Linked DNA regions of Mus musculus: regions 1, 2 and 4 are each linked to region 3. Evidence: chromatin contacts called from public ChIA-PET, HiChIP or PLAC-seq and promoter capture Hi-C data. All regions are on one chromosome and are shown on one strand. Each heading gives the region's core, a stretch centred on a gene start, on an enhancer-like site or on the middle of the called end of the contact. The rest is flanking DNA. Distances are from core to core; before and after follow the strand shown.

Region 1 (3,843 bases), core at 1,321-3,820, 880 kb after region 3:
AGCCCCCCCGCATGGCGCCCGCCCAGGGGGGAGGGGAGGCCCCGCAGCGACGGCCTCGGCGGGGGCTTTCTGGCTCCCCCTCCCCCCCGGGGTCCCCACAAAGCCAGCTCCCGCGCCCACCCGCACCGCAGCCTCTTCAGTGCGGGGCCGAGCTCCGGCACTTGCTGGAAGTGATAAATGCTAGTCGTCCCCGCCCGCGCCAGAACTTGGTCTCCTCCTCCGACCCGCATTACTTGGGGGAGGGGGCTGGGGGCGGAGCAGGGGGCGTGGGGAAGCATTCTAGGAGGCTCTGGTTTTGCACATCTGACAGCGCATTCCTGGGACGGTAGGAGAGGCAACCGTCTTAGTACTCTGCTTGCCTCAGTTTACCCTTTTTTCCTTAAATGGTTTTGGTAGGGAATTGTCAGGAATTGGATTCGTAATCTTGTTCATTTACACCTTCCTCTCTAACGGATCACTTATCAGAAATTCAAGTTTTTGCTTCTCCCAGGTCTACGCAAAGAATTCTGAACCAGTTTAAAAGCTTCTTTCGCCCGCCTGCTCTAGTTAGATTCCCCAGTCGATGATAGAAACAGCAGATCAACAAAGAGGTGTGGGCTCCCTCCCCAACACTTCATTCCGCCCGCGCGCCTCCTTTTCTTGGTGACACTCGGAGAGAGAAACGCAAGGTCAACGAGCGGCGCGGCTGCAAAGTTAAATCCTTATTGGTCAATGCGCCCTAGCTGCGGCGGTCCGCTCTACCTAGGCGGGGCTTCCCGGTTGACCCGCCGCGGCCTCCTGTCCCGCAGCTCGCAGCCCGCTAGGCATTCTTAAAGGGGCCGCGCCCCAATTCAGACTCTCTGAAGGCTGCTCTTTGCAGACCTGCCTGGAAAGGGAGTCGCGGACCAGTATCTCCCGCGCCACTAAAGATAACGATCAGGAGGAGGGGCTCTGGAGGCGGGGCCTCAGCCGGCGGCTGTGGTTGCACCTGCTGAAGTCCCGCCCACAAGTTTCGGGTGCAGTTTTTCGTCTCACCGTCAGGGGGAAGGGCGTCCGTCTGACCGCGAATAATAAATAAGAGCTCACATTGAGTGCGTTGCGCATGCCAGAGCCCTTCACTCGCTGCTCAGTAACGAACCTACCCCAAACCCTGTGAGGTAGGTAGGTGACACTAGCTTTTCCCACGCTACAGTGGAGAAATCAAAAGCTTCAAATCTTAGTCTGGATTCCCATTTAGGGCCAGAGCAGAGATTTAAACAGAGTTTAAACCACCACTCCCAGGAAGGGACGACGCCTCATTTATTTATTTATTTATTTATTTATTTTTCTTGTTCAAAGACACAGTCTCTCTATGTAGCCACGGAATTTACTATGTAGACCGGGCTGATCTGGACCTCACAGAGCTCCACCTGGGATCTAAGGCGTATGCTACACTACAATGGGTGTTGTATATAGCCTTGTATGTGCTAGATAAACTAGCCACAGAACTCCAGCTGCAGCTCTATGGCTATTGTTGTTATTGTCCTTTTGAGCCAAGGTCTCTGTAGCCTCGCTGGCCTTGAATGTGCAGCAGTTCGCCTGCTTCGGAATCCCAGTTGCTGGGACGGCAATCACGTGCCATCATATCCGGTGCATGACCACCTTTTACCCAAAGATACATCCAGAGGTCATGCGGTCCCCACCCAAGCTGTGCCCATACATCTGTGGTGAACAGGTGAAAGTCCCACCCACTCCCTCTACCAGCTACCAGATGTTTCCATGCATAAGAGTTTCTGTGTGGGTGCCGTGGGACATCACTACTTCTGCGCAGACGCCCCAAATCCATGCTTCCTCACAGACACTTCCCTGGCAGGTGGACCTCATACGGATGTTCTTCAGTGTGGACATAAGGCCTTCCGTTAAGCTGGGCGAGATTCTGCACAGATCTTTGTCCGGTTTTTTTTTTTTTTTTTTTTTTTTTTAATACCGCACGGGTTTAATCTAAGCAGGTGTTCTGATTACACTCTGACTACAAGCCTACATGTATCTTTCTACAAAACTAGTCCTGTACAGGTTGGTTGATTTTTTTGGTTATGGGATGAAAATGGAACCCAGGGGTCTCAGGCATGCTAAGGAGGAATTCATGGCTGAGTAAGGGGCGATCCAATCACTAAGACATTCTTGGAAGGCGACCTTCACTAGGCCATTTAAGGCAGGGGTTCTGGCCCCGAGCCACGCTCCCAGCCCCTTTTACTTTTGAAATAGGGTTTATTCAGGCTGGCTTTGAACTTGGGGTCCTCCTGCCTCAGCCTCCAGAATACATTTAGAATACAGGTTAGCATTCCCAGGTCTGACTTCAGGGTGTGAGTTCTTCAGTGTTTCCCATCGGAGCCCGCCTCTTATAAGTGTGTATCTTTCTGGAGTGTCGCCACGCCCCCCGCCGGGGTATGCACCCCTGTGCTTACACCTGCTCATTTCCGCCCTCTGCGGTGCTCCGGGTCGCAATGGGGTTCCCGTTACAGGTGCTCTGGCGGCGCGGCCCCGCCCTCTTCGCCCCGCCCCTCTCAGCCAGGCTCAGGTGCACAAGCCGGAAGTGCGCTCTTTGCCCAGGTGGGTGACTAAACTTTCCGGGTCACGTGAGCGGGCGGGGCGGGTGGGATCTGGAGCGACCGGGTGAAGGACGGAGACTCGGGGTTCCAGCTGGGAACCCGGGATTGGGAACCTGAGCGAAGTCCCTCTCAGACGCTGGAGTCAGGTAGGGAGGCAGGGCGCGCAGCCTGTCCTGTCCCCACCTCCTCCTTCCCTTTTCCTGGCCCAAGAATGCGGTCGGGGAGTTAATCTTTAATCTCTGACCCTTGGCGCCGAGGGCGGGGAGCGCACTCCAAGATTGGGTTGCCTGTCGCTGGGCCCCGAGCCTGAGTCCAGCCCCTCACCCTATGCTGCGCCCTCTCCCCCCCACCCCGGTCTGGTCCCCAGGTCCTGGGTCGCAGGTGCCCTCCTCGACCCAAGATGCGGTAGGAATTGGCGCCTTGGGGAAGTCCTGTCCTTGGCGTCACCAACTCGTCGCCTAAACTCATGGCGACCCCAGGCCTGGGGGTGCTCTTGGCGTTTGGTTTGCCGATGCTGCCCTCCGGCTGGAGCCTAACAGGTAGGTACTGTCCGGGGCAGCGCTCGGGTGGGAGGAGGGTTCCCGGGTTGAACTCAGAAGTGCCGGGCATTTGCGACCCAGAGAGGGCGACAGGTCTGAGGAATGAGCTTGGAATGCGTTTGGAGACCAAGTTTGAAAGCTTCAGGGCTGAATTTCAAATTAGTTTAGCTGACCTGCGAACTTTTTTTTTTTCCAGTTTTTTTTTCTCCAGTTTTTTTTTTTTTTTCTTTTAACGTTGCTGAGGCTCGAACCAGCGTTTTTCTGAACGCTCCGTACCCGCAGCCTAGAATTCCTGAGTCCTTAAGTCTTGTGGAATTTAGGAGCTGGGGGTTGTTGGGCAGAGCCCAGAGGTGGAGGAGGGGAGGGAGAGCCTGGGCACCTGAGTCTGCATAGTTGAGAGTCTTAAGCAGTCAGGGGGACCTGGAGGGAGCCCAGCTGACAGGGCTGGCCCTCCGTAGGTGTGGACCCAGCCAGACCTTCCCTCAGTCTCTAGTTCCAGTTTCGGGAGCCTGGGGGGTGGGGGGACCTTGTGAGTCACATACTCCTGGGAAAGGTTGAGCCCCGCCCAGGTCCTTAAGGGTTCTGGGCCGGAGTGATGGTGGAGGGGGACACGGTTCTGGAAGCCATCTATTCTAATAGGCTAACAATGGTGACTCTGGGTGGTCAGATTATTACCTGCTGGGCTGAGGGTGGCCAGAGAAACCAGCATCACACCCGAGGGTGGAGTGGGTGGCCTG
Region 2 (3,791 bases), core at 460-2,959, 530 kb after region 3:
GCGAGTGTCTTTATACACAGAGCCATTGATGTCATTGGTAAAGCACCCTCAGCCCCACAGCAGGCCTGGCGCTCTGTCATCCCAGCACTCGAGAGATGGAGGCAGAAGGATCAGGGGTTGAAAGCTACATAGTGCCTTTAAGGCCAGCCTTCTCTCAAAAAACAAAACAGTGCCAGTTTTGTGTGTCCTTCGGTAGGACTTCCGCATGGTCACAAATGGTTGTCACAGATCTGACTATTCTATATAGGGGTGTTCTGTGCCTTTGTCTACCGATGTGGGCCCCTACCCAGCAGCTTCCTTCGATCATCAGACACAATACTCTTGCACCTACCGGCAGACTCGGCCTTGTGGGTGGGACAGCTGGCTTCATTTTAACAGTTTGAAATGCTCTCAAGTAACCCAGGCTATACTCTAAAGTCCCCATGTAGTCGAGGATGGCCCGAACTCCTGATCCTCCAGTCTCAGCCCTCCTAGTGCTGTGATGCCGGGCATTTAGTGCTCCGGAAATTTTTGCTCTCGGTTCCCAGCCCTTTCCACCCGCCTCCTTTGGGATGTCCGCCGGGCCTCCTCCAGGGCCTCACCGGTCCTTGGCGCGACCCAGCTCATCCAGGGCGGCGCGCAGGTGCTGGTCGTGGCAGGCCAGGCGCTCGGCCTGCGCACCAATCGTGCGCTCAGCCGCCAGCAGCCGCCTCTCCAGCTCCGCTGCGCGTCGGTGCACGGCGGCCAGGTGCGCGTTCGCCTCCCGGATCTGCAGAGGTGGCGGCGCAGACATGGCCCCCGGCTGCCGTGCAGGCCCCACCCCGCCCTGTCGGGTCACGCCCACAACGCAAGAAGCCCCGCCCCTGAGCCCGACCCCCACCCCCCACCCCCTCCCTCACATGCAGCTGCCAGGCTGCCGCTGCATTAATTTAAACCTTCTCAAGAGGCCCCGCCCAACTTCGAAGTGACGTCAAGAAAGACACGCCCCCCGGAGGAAGGCGTGTGCTTCCTCTTGGGCTCTCACTATTGGCCACGTTTCTACCAGGGGCAGGACTAAGTGCGGCCACGCCCCGTAGCCAATGTTCACGTCCCTTTCAGGACCAGCTCCTGAGTGTGGCTGTGCCTGCGAGTGCAGCGAGGACTTAAAACCAAAGCAGAGTGGGCCTGGTCTCCGTCAATTATAATCCTCACGCTAAATCCTCACGATTGGTCCCCTTGCCCCCAGCCTGGCCACGCCCCCAAATAGTTACACGCGGTCCTGATTGAGATGGGCATGAAACCACACCCCTACACAGTCCGGATCCCTGACGAGCCAACCGCTTTTGCGCTGTGTCCCGCCGCGTCCGTGCAGCTCCGGCTAACTAGGGTATCACTAGCCTCGCGCTGTAATATCTGCCCTGCGATTGTCCTACCTTCTGTTAGTTTCGATCGCTGACCTGCCTGACAGTGTAATGGCTGTCCTGCGACCTGTCAATCCCATCCTTGGATGCACTATCAACATTCTCCGTACTAGAAACCTCGTCTTCGCTAGGGCTGGAGGCGTTTTTCTTCATGGCCTCAGTTTACCTTTCCTGACGTCACGGGCGTCTCTGTCCAGATTCACTTGTGGACCGAGCACGACACAGATCTTGCTACGGGATTAATAAGACCTCGGTACAAACCTGCACTGCGCGCATGCGCGCACGCCTTGTCTGCGTCCAAGGCGTTCAATAAAGTTGCGCGCTGGAAACCTCGCGAGAGTTGACCTAGCCGGCTACCCTTGAGTTCGCCCAGACGCTTTAGGGTCGGCCGAGCAAGCCCAGCTAGGTATGGCGATGGTGAAGCGGTTCTTTGAATCTTACCATGAGGTCCCCGACGGCACCCAGTGTCATCGCAAGACCTACATCACCACGGCCTTAGGCGGCATTTGCGGTGAGCGCGGGCCGGTGGGCGGGCGGAGGGCGGAGGTCTGGAAGCAAAGGTCAGAGGGCGCGCGGAGGTCCCTGGGGCGCCGGGGCGCAATGGCTGTAAAGGCGGAAGAGGTTGAGACTTTTGAGGGGCGTAGACTCGTCAGTGCCTAGGGGCTTCAGAGGTCGTAGGTCAATATCAGGGAGCAAAAGCTGGAGAAAATGTGAAGGTCATTTCAGCGTCGTCAGGAGTTTTTAGGGTTAAGGGGTGATCGGGTCATCGGAGTTTTTGAAGACAAGTTCTAGGGTTGCCTTGGCAAGACTGCAAACCCTCTGTGTAGCGGAGGATGGCCTTGAGGTCTTGATTCTCCTGTCTCCAGTCTGGCCTGCATGATCCTCCTGCCTCAGCTGCCCGAGTGCTGGGATGACAGGGCTACACCCCAATCTAGCCTCTGGAAGATGTTTTTGTTATTTTTGTTTTGTTTTGTTTTGTTTCTATTTTCCGCCACCACGGAACCTATTAATTTGCTCTTATTTTTAAATGATTTAAAGTGATTTAGTTTTGTCTTACGCTCATTGGTGTGTTACCTGTATGTCTTGTGTGTCCGATTCTCTGGAATTGGAGCTGCAGACAGTTGTGAGGTGCCCGTGTGGGGCCTGAGAGTTGAACCCAGGTAATGTGGAAGGGCTGTTCTATTTCTCCAGGACTGAGAGAGAGCCATCTCTCCAGCATGATTTACTATTATTTTGGACATGATCTCCCTATGTAACCCAGGCTGGCTTGGGATTCAAAGAAAGTGTCCCGCCTCTGCCTCCTGAATTCCCAGATTAAAAGTATGCATCATCATGAGGACCTGATTCTGGAAGATTCCAAATAGGGCACACTTGTTTGGAAGGTCAGATGTCCTTTTAAGGCTGTCATGGGGTTACCTTTGGCATTTGAGACTCTTAAGGTGCCCCCTCATGCCTAGTTCATTCACTCACTTATGCTATCCCTCAAGGCCTCATTCAGTCATATATTTCTGGTGTGTCCACAGGCCTCACATTCATGAGTTTACCCAAGGCTTTGCTCCCACAAAGCAGGTGTTGTAGGGTCAGGTGATTGGGGGATTTTAAAACAGACAGAACAAGCCTAGTCGTGGTGGTGCATGCCTTTGAGCCCAGAACTTGGGGGGCAAGGCAGGCAGATCTCTGTGAGGGAGGCCATGGAGAGAACATGGGTGTTGATCCAGAGGAGGACTGTGTGCACTCTTGGTGTCTGGCTGGAGTCTGTCTTGGGTAGATGTGGAGAGTAGGCAGGCCCTTGCCAGAGGTGCCATGTCAGAGCTACTGAGGGAGGAAGTGGACAATTATGTCAGCTTTGAAAATTCTTCCCTGTGTCCTAACTCCTTTGTTCCCAAGCTCCCTGCTTGGCTCCCCTAAGGGGGATATTGCAGAAAGGCAGTGACCCTGCCTTCCCAGCAGGATCTAGCAACTTGGAGGCGTGGTGGAACTCACAATTGAATGAGGGAGGTCTTTGGGGCCTCAGTGGAAGGATGGATGAATAAATGAACGTGGCTTGTGCAACACAGTGAGTGAATGAATGAATGAATGAATGAATTCCTGCCCTGCCGGCACAGCAGTTAGGAATGGATAGCTCCTGGGCGCAGCTGCACCTGGAGGTTCCATGCTGCAGCTGGTGCTCCTGGAGGGTCCCGTGCTGCAGCTGGTGCTCCTGGAGGCGCTCCATGCTGTAGGTGGTGCTCTTGGAGGGTCCCATGTTGCAGGAGGTGCTCCTGGAGGGTCCCATGCTGCAGGTGGTGCTCCTGGAGGGTCCCATGCTGCAGGTGGTACTCCTGGAGGGTCCCATGCTGCAGGTGGTACTCCTGGAGGGTCCCATGTTACAGGTGGTGCTGAGGCTTGGCTGTGGTTTGGCTGGGCCATGGG
Region 3 (3,841 bases), core at 806-3,305:
CTTGCTTCCTCAGATGGTTTCTTCTTATTCACTAACCAAGGATCGGCAGAGATGGCTCGGTGGTTATAGCACTGGCTGCTCTTGCAGAGGACCTGACTTTGATTCCCAGCAACCACATGGTGGCTCACAACTGTAACTCCAGTTCCAGGAGATCCGATGCCCACTTTGGGCCTCTGTGGTCACTGCATGCTGGTTTCTGCTCATTGAGTACTTAACTGAAGATGGTTTTGCTGTCTGTAGCCTCTCCATTTCTTTTCCTTACTTGCTATGTACATAATAAACTCATTCATTCGATGCCACGAGCAGGGCTGTTAACCCTCTCCATGCCATACGCAACGCTCTTGTTCACGGGTGTGTGATATTCCAACTGTTGAGGTGCTGTGTACCCCTGCCCATCCGTGGACACTAAGACACTTCCACTCATTGCTCCTATGGAAAGCTCTGCTCAGAACATGCATGTCCAAGGTTCTGGATACACCAGTATTTCCACTGAATGAACTAACTTGTGTGTGGGACAGGCAGCTAACCTCATAACAGTTCACCTCGATGCCCTGGGTGCTGCTGAGGTATCGGCCCTCTTGCCAGCTTACGGGCTGCCCTGAGGACTGTCCCAGGCTCTGGTGGCTCACTGATTACACATAGACTAAGAGTCAGGGATCAGCACTGTGGGCTGCTGATTCCATTAGGCGGAAGCCAAGGCAACTAGAAGTCCTTCAGGCTCAAGGGACTGGGACTTTAGAGCCTCGGGAGTCTGGCCACTTTCCCTTGACACCAGTCGTGTGACACCCTGAGGAACTTACCTCGTTGGTCCCTCCTTGGGAAGCGTAGGTGAATGTACATGTAAACTTGTTCTGTAGAAGGAGAAATAAAAGGAGGCTGAAGAGCAAAGATCTCAATACTCAGAACCAAGACCCTAGCATACTGGGCATGGTCCTGTATGCACATCATCTCTGGTATCCAGGAGGCTGACGCAGAACTGGGAACTGGGACATAAGCTAGCCTGGGTGACTTAGCAAGGTGCTGTCCCGATGTAAAACAGATCAAAAAGGACTGAGATATACATCAGCCCCTGCCCAGAAGGTCAAGGGTTGAGCCTGTCCAGAATCCAGCAGTGAGGGGTTGGGAGGGTGACTCAGGGGTGGAGTCCCACCTAGAATCCCCTAATGAGGAGCTAGGGATGTGGCTCAGGGGTGGAGCCCCTGCCTAGGGCGGGGCAGAACCCTGGCTCTGCCGATGTGAGACTCTAGGTTCCATCCCTCAGTACACCCTCCAGAGGCCACCAGATCTCTCTCCTCTCAGGAGCTCAGAACTTTGCTCAAATCACTGTGATTTCCTAGGAAGGTCAAATGGCCTTCAGCAATCATCCCTAGAACATCACCTATGAGGTCAGTACTCGGGGCTCCTGTTAGATACAAGCTTGTACTGCTTCCTGCCCACAACACAAACCTGCCAGAAAGCACAGGACTATAGTAATGGTCTCAAGAAATGGTCACTAGGGACACCGCTGTCCCAGAAGCCAAGCTGGGGCGGGCAGAGGCTAGGCTGACTGCTGGCTCGCTGAAAGGAGAGGTGATGGACTCGTGTAAGGCTTGGGGGGTGCTCCCGCTCTAGTCCGGGTTCAGTGAGTAACCCACGTGCGACCTGTATAGCCAGTCCCCTAGATCCGCTGCTCTTATCAACCAGTATTCCCTTTTCTACAATGAGATGGGCAAGGGGAAGTCGCCTTGCAGGTAGGGAGTGACTGACAGAAGACAGACGAGGCAGCCAGGTCCCTTCTTCAGGTAACCCTGCCTCTGCCACTCCACCCGGTCTCCAGGACCACCTGATCGGAAGTCCATAGGCATCGATTCCCGGGCAGGAGGCTTAGCACGTACCCCGGGTCCTACGTCCTGGGAGAACGAATGCACGACCCCTCCGGGCCTCACGTCAAATGGCACGGTGGTGGGCTCGGACACAGCGGCGGCCAATTTCAGCGCTGCGGCCGCCAGGACCACCGCAGTCCAGAAGCCTCCGCTGGGGGCTGCCATCTTGCTTCCGGGGCAATGCGCAGGCGCTCGCGAACGTGGAGTGACACGCGCGGGACACGTCAGCGCCGAACGGTGACAACGTCGCCCCGCCCGATTTGGCTGCCATGGTGGGGCGGGACTCGACTTGGCACGTGATGCACTACAGCGCCTCTGATTGACGCTCGCGGATGCCTGGAGGGCGACTTCGTCTTGGCGCTTGTTTGGGTTGGAGTTTGCAGGTAACTTTTGCCTCCCCCCCGGATATTTTTATATCTCACTTAAATGGGCTCCCGGACTCACTTCAGGACAACATGGGGGTTGACAGTGTTTAATTTTGTTAGATTATCCATTTGTTAATAAATATGGTTTATTTCACTTTTATTTGTCCTATTTTTTTGGTTTTGACGAGACAAGGTCCTGGAAATCTCTCCAGGCTAGCCGGGAACTCAGAGATCTGCCTGACTCTGCCACCTGAGTGCTGAGATTAAGGCGTAGGCCTCCACCACCACCTGTTGATTGTTTTTTGTTTTGTAACATATTTTACATATATGTGTGTGTGTGTGTGTGTGTGTGTGTGTGTGTGTGTGTGTGTGTGTGTGTGTATTAAGGTTTGTTTTTTGTGTTTTTTTTGGTGGGGGGTCTCTGTAGCCCTGGCTGTCCTGGAACTCACTCTGTAGACTAGGTTGGCCTCAAACTCAGAAATCCACCTCCCTCTGCCTCCCAAGTGCTGGGATTAAAGGTGTGCGACACCACTTCCCGGCATATTTTTCAAAAATATTTTATTGTGAGGGCTGCGGTGATGGCTCAGCAATTAAGAGCACTGGCTGTTCTATAGAGGACCAAGATTTGAAGCCCAGCACCCACATGGTGCTTTACAACTTTAACTCCATTTCCAAGAGATCCGATGTCTTCTTCTGGCCTCTGCAGGTACCAGGTATGCATGTGGTACACAGACAGACATGAAAATAATATAATAATAGCAATACTTTAAAAGTGAATTCTTCCGGTTTTGCAGCTTCCTATAGGTCACAGGTGTTGCTATGCTGTTACCGGACCTAGAGCATGCCTGGCCAGCCCTCTGCTGCTGAATAATTTTCCCATCTTTCCACTGGCCAGCGAGATGGAATAGTGAGTAAAGGGCTTGCAGCCATGACTTCAGCCCTGGTCACTAGATGGTGGTAGAACTGACTCCTAAAAGCTGTTCTCACTACATGTGAATTGGGGCAAGCAGCCTTGCACAACAGAAAATAAGTATCTTAAAATTAGACTCTACGGCTAAGTGATCCTCTATCTAGTTACAAGTACCTCATTTCCTCTCAAATGGCTGCTGATGCCACCTTAGCCTGCCCCATCCCAGTCCTCCTGTAGTCCCTGAGCGGTGCACCACAAAAGCCATCAGAGTAGTGGCGGGGTCCTCCTTTCCACCCCAGCCTATGGGCTGCTGCAGTAAAGTGTCCCACAAGTGCTGTCAAAAGTGGCAGCACCAGTGACATCTCAGCCTGCAGCCCTCACAGGAGCTGTCCACAGTGGCTCATCTCCTCCCCAGCCTACCCCACCCCCAGCAGTCCCACAGAGATGTCGCTTCAGCAAAAGCTGGCTGCAGCCAGAAAGGACTTTCCACCCTTAGCCATGGGCCTGATGCAGGGAAAGGGGGTGGGAAAAAAAAAAGCCACCAATCGCTGAGCAGGAAAACCCACTAGTCCCTTGAGATTCCCATTAAAAAAAAAAAAAAAAAAAAAAGCCCACCAATCACTGAGCCTCCCCTGAGCTCAGCACTGGAAATTCCACCAATCCTCAACCTGGACATCTCTGCCCCTCTCAGAAATCCAAGCACT
Region 4 (3,995 bases), core at 946-3,445, 830 kb after region 3:
TTTTTTAAGACATGGTCTGTGGCTGGCAAGTGGTGGCGCACACCTTTAATCCCAACACTTGGGAGGCAGAGGCAGGTGGATTTCTGAGTTGGAGGCCAGCCTGATCTACAAAGTGAGTTTCAGGACAGCCAGGGCTACACAGAGAAACCCCGTCTTGAAAAACCATTAAAAAAAAAAAAAAAGACACCGTCTATATGTATCGTGGGCTTTACTGTGCAGGCAAGGATCATCTTCAGTTTGAGGTCCTACCCCCTTCCCGTGCTGGGATGACAGGCGTGTGCCACCATGGCTAGTATACATGGCGCTGGGGATCCAGCTTGGCCTCATATATGCTAGATTCGTGCTCTACTGACTGAACCACATCCTCTGACATGCTTTGCTTTGCTTTGCACTTCTTTTCTTTGGAGCTAGGATTTATGTAGCACAAGCTGGTCTAAAACACTCAGTCTTTCTGCCTCAGCCACCAAATGGCTGGAATCACAAATCTGCTGGAGCCACAGGTGTGGGCACCATCGTTTCAGTAAAGTTATTACTATACATAGTCACCAGCCCAGGGTTAGGTCCCTGCCCCAGCCACCCAGAATCACCCACTTACCTGGTTCCAGGTAGCAAAGTTGACTTTATCGGCTGCATTAAAAGCCATTATGTTGTATCTTTTGGCTGTGTTCCTGGAATGGGCAAGAAACTATTCAATCTATTGATTATTCATTCAACAAATCTATGCTTTACACCCTTGGTTGTAGGTAATTCTGGGAACTCATAAAAGACTCCAGAGCAATGGTTCTAAAGCTCTGACCCTCTAATACATCTCCTCATGCTGCGGTGACCCAATCATAAAATTATTTTTGTTTAGTTCACAACTGTAAGCTATAAATGGTCATGTAAATATCTGTGTTTTCCGATGGTCTTAGGCAACCTGCAAGTTGAGAACCACGCTCTAGTTTTTCAGGGGTTTTGTTTTGTTTTGTTTTAAAGAATCAAGATCCATCTCATCCAACCCAACCCCATCAGATAAAGATCCACAGACACTAGGCTCTCTTACAGCATCACATACAGAAAGAGTGAGAGCGAGAGCAAGAGCGAGAGTGAGAGAGGAGAGACAAGAGAGAACATTCATACACATAGATAATAAATTAAATCTTCAAGAAACAAAGGGACCACCAGGCAGAGTTGGCACATGCCTTTAATCCCAGCACTTGGGAGGCAGAGGCAGGTGGATTTCTGAGTTCGAGGCCAGCCTGGTCTACAAGGTGAGTTCCAGGACAGCCAGGGCTACACAGAGAAACCCTGTCTCGAAAAACCAAAAGAGAAAAAAAGAAAAAAGGAACCAAAAGTGCGGAGGACCCCTATGTAGAAAGAAGGGCAGGCAGGCAAGGGTCTTAATGGATCTGAGTGGGTTCAAAGCCAGCCTGATCAAACCATCTGAACTACACAGTAAGACTCTTGTCTTCAAAATAAACAAAACTTAAGAGGGGGCTGGGTGTGGCTCGGTGGTGGAGTACTTGCCTAGCATGTACCCACCTAAAATAAAGTTAGAAGTTGAGGGACATGGCACTTGGCACAAAAAAACAGGATGTATACCACCTGTGACCAGTTTGGGGTTTTCTTTTATTTTGGGACAGGACCCGACTATGTAGCCCTGGCTGTCCTGGAACTCACTATACAGACCTGGCTGGCTGCGAACTCACAGAAATTCTCTTACATCTGCTTCCCAAGTGCTGAGATTAAAGGCAGTCACCATGTCTGACCTGACCCGTCTGACTCAGGGCAAAGTCACCGACCCCTGACATTAACTACCAAGGGGTAACTGTTACTGTGTCTTGGACGGGGTGGCAGGGGAACACAGGGCCGAGGTTCTGGAGTGTGGGTGGACGGGGACTTACTTGGGGACTCGGACGACGTACTCGGTGACATTCTGGCTGCTGGAGCCCTGCAAGAGAGCAGGGGTCTGTAAGGCGAGGAGAGGGCGCGGGGTCTGTTCTGCGACACCTCTGTCCCCACCTCATTCATACTCACTAGAGCCGCCATGGCCGTTGCTCAAGCTGCTCCCGGTCGGCCTGACGGGATGAACTTCGTTGTGTCCCTCGGCTCCAGGAAAGGGAAGGCACCTTTCCTGGTTGTCACGTTAGTGTGATGCTGTGCTTTGGATTTCCAAATCCTTAAGTCTCGGAGAATGCTGGAAGACGAGAAAAAGAGACCTAACTCTCTGCGCATGCGTTAGAGCCTGACCCGGAAGTTGAGCTGCCACACCGAGAAGAGCGCAGCCGCTGTAACTACTCTAGATCACCAGCTTCGGAGAGAAAGCCACCTTTTGGCGGCGTTCTCTGTTTATATACCACGGAAAAGTCACGTGTAGACACGCCCGTCGTGACGTCACGACGCAGGCACCGCGGAGCATCCTGGGTAGGGTGGAAATGGAGTCTCCTGGTAGACGCGAACTCGATCCTCTTGCGCAAGCGTAAATGTGTCCAAGAAGCGGGAACGGAGGCCGAGTTGCCATGGCAACCGAGGCCCACTCTGTGGGGTGGCTTCTTCGGCTCTTCTGGGGCGGGTCTGAGGTTCAGTTTTCTGTGTCCTGGGATATGGGGATCCCGAGGATCTTGCAAAATGAGTCCCTTGTGACGTAGAGCGGAGCCGGGGACTCGGTGCAGGGTGGAGACAGGGCCCCAGCGTACCCCGGCATTGCGGGCGGGATGGGTCTGTGCGAGTCCACGCTGCCCCAGCTGGGCAGAGCTTTGAGGCCCCAGGAGAAGGGTAACGACGTGGGGTGGTTGGTTTACATGGGCCAACGAAAGGGGGAGATGGGCAAGTATCCCCACTACCTGGGGGTGTACACCAACCCCTGCACGGAAGGAACGCATCTGCGCATGCTCCCACCTCACTGTTGGTTGATGCCTTTGGCATATAACTTGAGTAGAGGAGCCAGTGTCGGAAATGGAAAGTACTATTCTCTGGGGACAAATCAGAGAAAGGGAGCCTACGGGATGCAAAGGAGTTGGTTAAGCAGAGGGGCAAGGGAGGCACAGGCATTGAACTTGAGAGGAATGAGATAGGCTGATTCCATGACTGTCTTTGCATAAACAACTGACTCCACAGATGTGTCTAGTAGGGGAGGCATTCATTTCTCCGCCTTCAGGGAGTGCGCCTTAAGTTACAGAGGCTGGCTAGGAAGACCAAAGTGAACTGAAAGGGACAAAGAACGAGGGCTGACTGCGGAGGAGAGGAAAGGGCAGAGAGGTCTTATCCCAACTCAGAGGTTGTGTGACTAGAGGCACAAGCAGGCAGCATAGAAAGGACCGCATGGTGGGCGGAGCAGGGTGCTACTGGGTGAGTTTGAGGGCCCTCTTCTTTATCTGTAAAATGGGGTGATGGAGTCACTAAGGCACTTCATGGAGGTCTGTGCAAATGGCTCAGGAAAATCCCCACAGGGGGATGCTTCAACGTGAGTCCAGGATTTCTTATAGACTTGCACTAGTACCATCTTTCTTCCCTGAACACCATAGATATCCTGAGGTATCCCCTGATCATCTTCGTGGTGGGGGGGCCCGGCTGCGGGAAAGGGACCCAGTGCAGAAACATGGCTCTGAAATACGGCTTCTACCATGTGGAGCTGGGCCAGCTGCTGCGGGAGGAGGCTCAGAGAAGCACCCAGAGGGGACGGCAGATCCGGGACATCATGCAGAAGGGACTCCTGGTACCCACGGTGAGAGTTCACAGGAGTTCATGGGGTCACTCATGGCTGGACGGAGTCCCCAGGAAGCCAGGGTCTGCTGGCCCAGTGACTGCCTTGCAGCCCTAACCTGTTCTTATCTGACAGTGTTGTGGTGATGTAAGAGTTAAGGACACTGGCTGCTCCTGTCCAGAAGCTGGGTTTGCTTCCCAGCACCCAAATGACAGCTCACAACTATCTGTTAACTCTATTTCCAGGGTTTCCTGTACTCTCTTCTGGTCTTGCACACACTCACACATACATGTAAACAAACACTCACAAATCA

Evidence for each region. ChIA-PET counts read pairs in DNA pulled down with a chosen protein or histone mark. HiChIP or PLAC-seq counts read pairs in DNA pulled down with a chosen protein or histone mark. Capture Hi-C pulls out chosen DNA fragments and counts their contacts.
Region 1: a FOXA1 HiChIP or PLAC-seq map of pancreatic cancer cells shows a contact between it and region 3. The contact joins the promoter of Crb3 here to the promoter of Mydgf in region 3. A contact is called at or near these places in 1 of 39 promoter capture datasets (liver) and 1 of 115 datasets of contacts at active chromatin or transcription factors (pancreatic cancer cells).
Region 2: a promoter capture Hi-C map of adipose tissue shows a contact between it and region 3, with 3 times the contacts expected there. The contact joins the promoter of Ndufa11 here to the promoter of Mydgf in region 3. A contact is called at or near these places in 9 of 39 promoter capture datasets (the C10 cell line, cranial neural crest, embryonic stem cells and 4 more), 2 of 484 Hi-C or Micro-C datasets (B cells and CD4 T cells), 7 of 115 datasets of contacts at active chromatin or transcription factors (astrocytes, bone marrow-derived macrophages, embryonic stem cells and 3 more) and 2 of 9 other capture datasets (adipose tissue and liver).
Region 4: an RNA polymerase II ChIA-PET map of memory CD8 T cells shows a contact between it and region 3, with 7 read pairs. The contact joins the promoter of Gtf2f1 here to the promoter of Mydgf in region 3. A contact is called at or near these places in 1 of 39 promoter capture datasets (embryonic stem cells), 3 of 115 datasets of contacts at active chromatin or transcription factors (large pre-B cells, memory CD8 T cells and pancreatic cancer cells) and 2 of 9 other capture datasets (adipose tissue and pancreatic islet).

Annotation. Positions count from the first base shown.
Region 1 is chr17:57,059,661-57,063,503 of GRCm38.p6, forward strand. Crb3 (crumbs family member 3) reads left to right here and starts at 2,571. Exons shown (of 4, transcript NM_177638.5): 1 at 2,571-2,713; 2 at 2,935-3,106. The coding sequence starts at 3,034. It overlaps Slc25a23 (solute carrier family 25 (mitochondrial carrier; phosphate carrier), member 23), which reads right to left and starts at 203. Exons shown (of 10, transcript NM_025877.4): 1 at 1-203. The coding sequence starts at 13.
Region 2 is chr17:56,716,053-56,719,843 of GRCm38.p6, forward strand. It overlaps Ndufa11 (NADH:ubiquinone oxidoreductase subunit A11), which reads left to right and starts at 1,710. Exons shown (of 4, transcript NM_027244.1): 1 at 1,710-1,890. The coding sequence starts at 1,788. It overlaps Vmac (vimentin-type intermediate filament associated coiled-coil protein), which reads right to left and starts at 869. Exons shown (of 2, transcript NM_178926.3): 1 at 582-869. The coding sequence starts at 772.
Region 3 is chr17:56,181,865-56,185,705 of GRCm38.p6, forward strand. Mydgf (myeloid derived growth factor) reads right to left here and starts at 2,056. Exons shown (of 6, transcript NM_080837.2): 1 at 1,875-2,056; 2 at 801-851. The coding sequence starts at 2,027. It also overlaps a transcript of Tnfaip8l1 not described here.
Region 4 is chr17:57,009,093-57,013,087 of GRCm38.p6, forward strand. It overlaps Gtf2f1 (general transcription factor IIF, polypeptide 1), which reads right to left and starts at 2,196. Exons shown (of 13, transcript NM_133801.2): 1 at 2,017-2,196; 2 at 1,884-1,930; 3 at 596-668. The coding sequence starts at 2,028. It also overlaps the pseudogene Gm17949.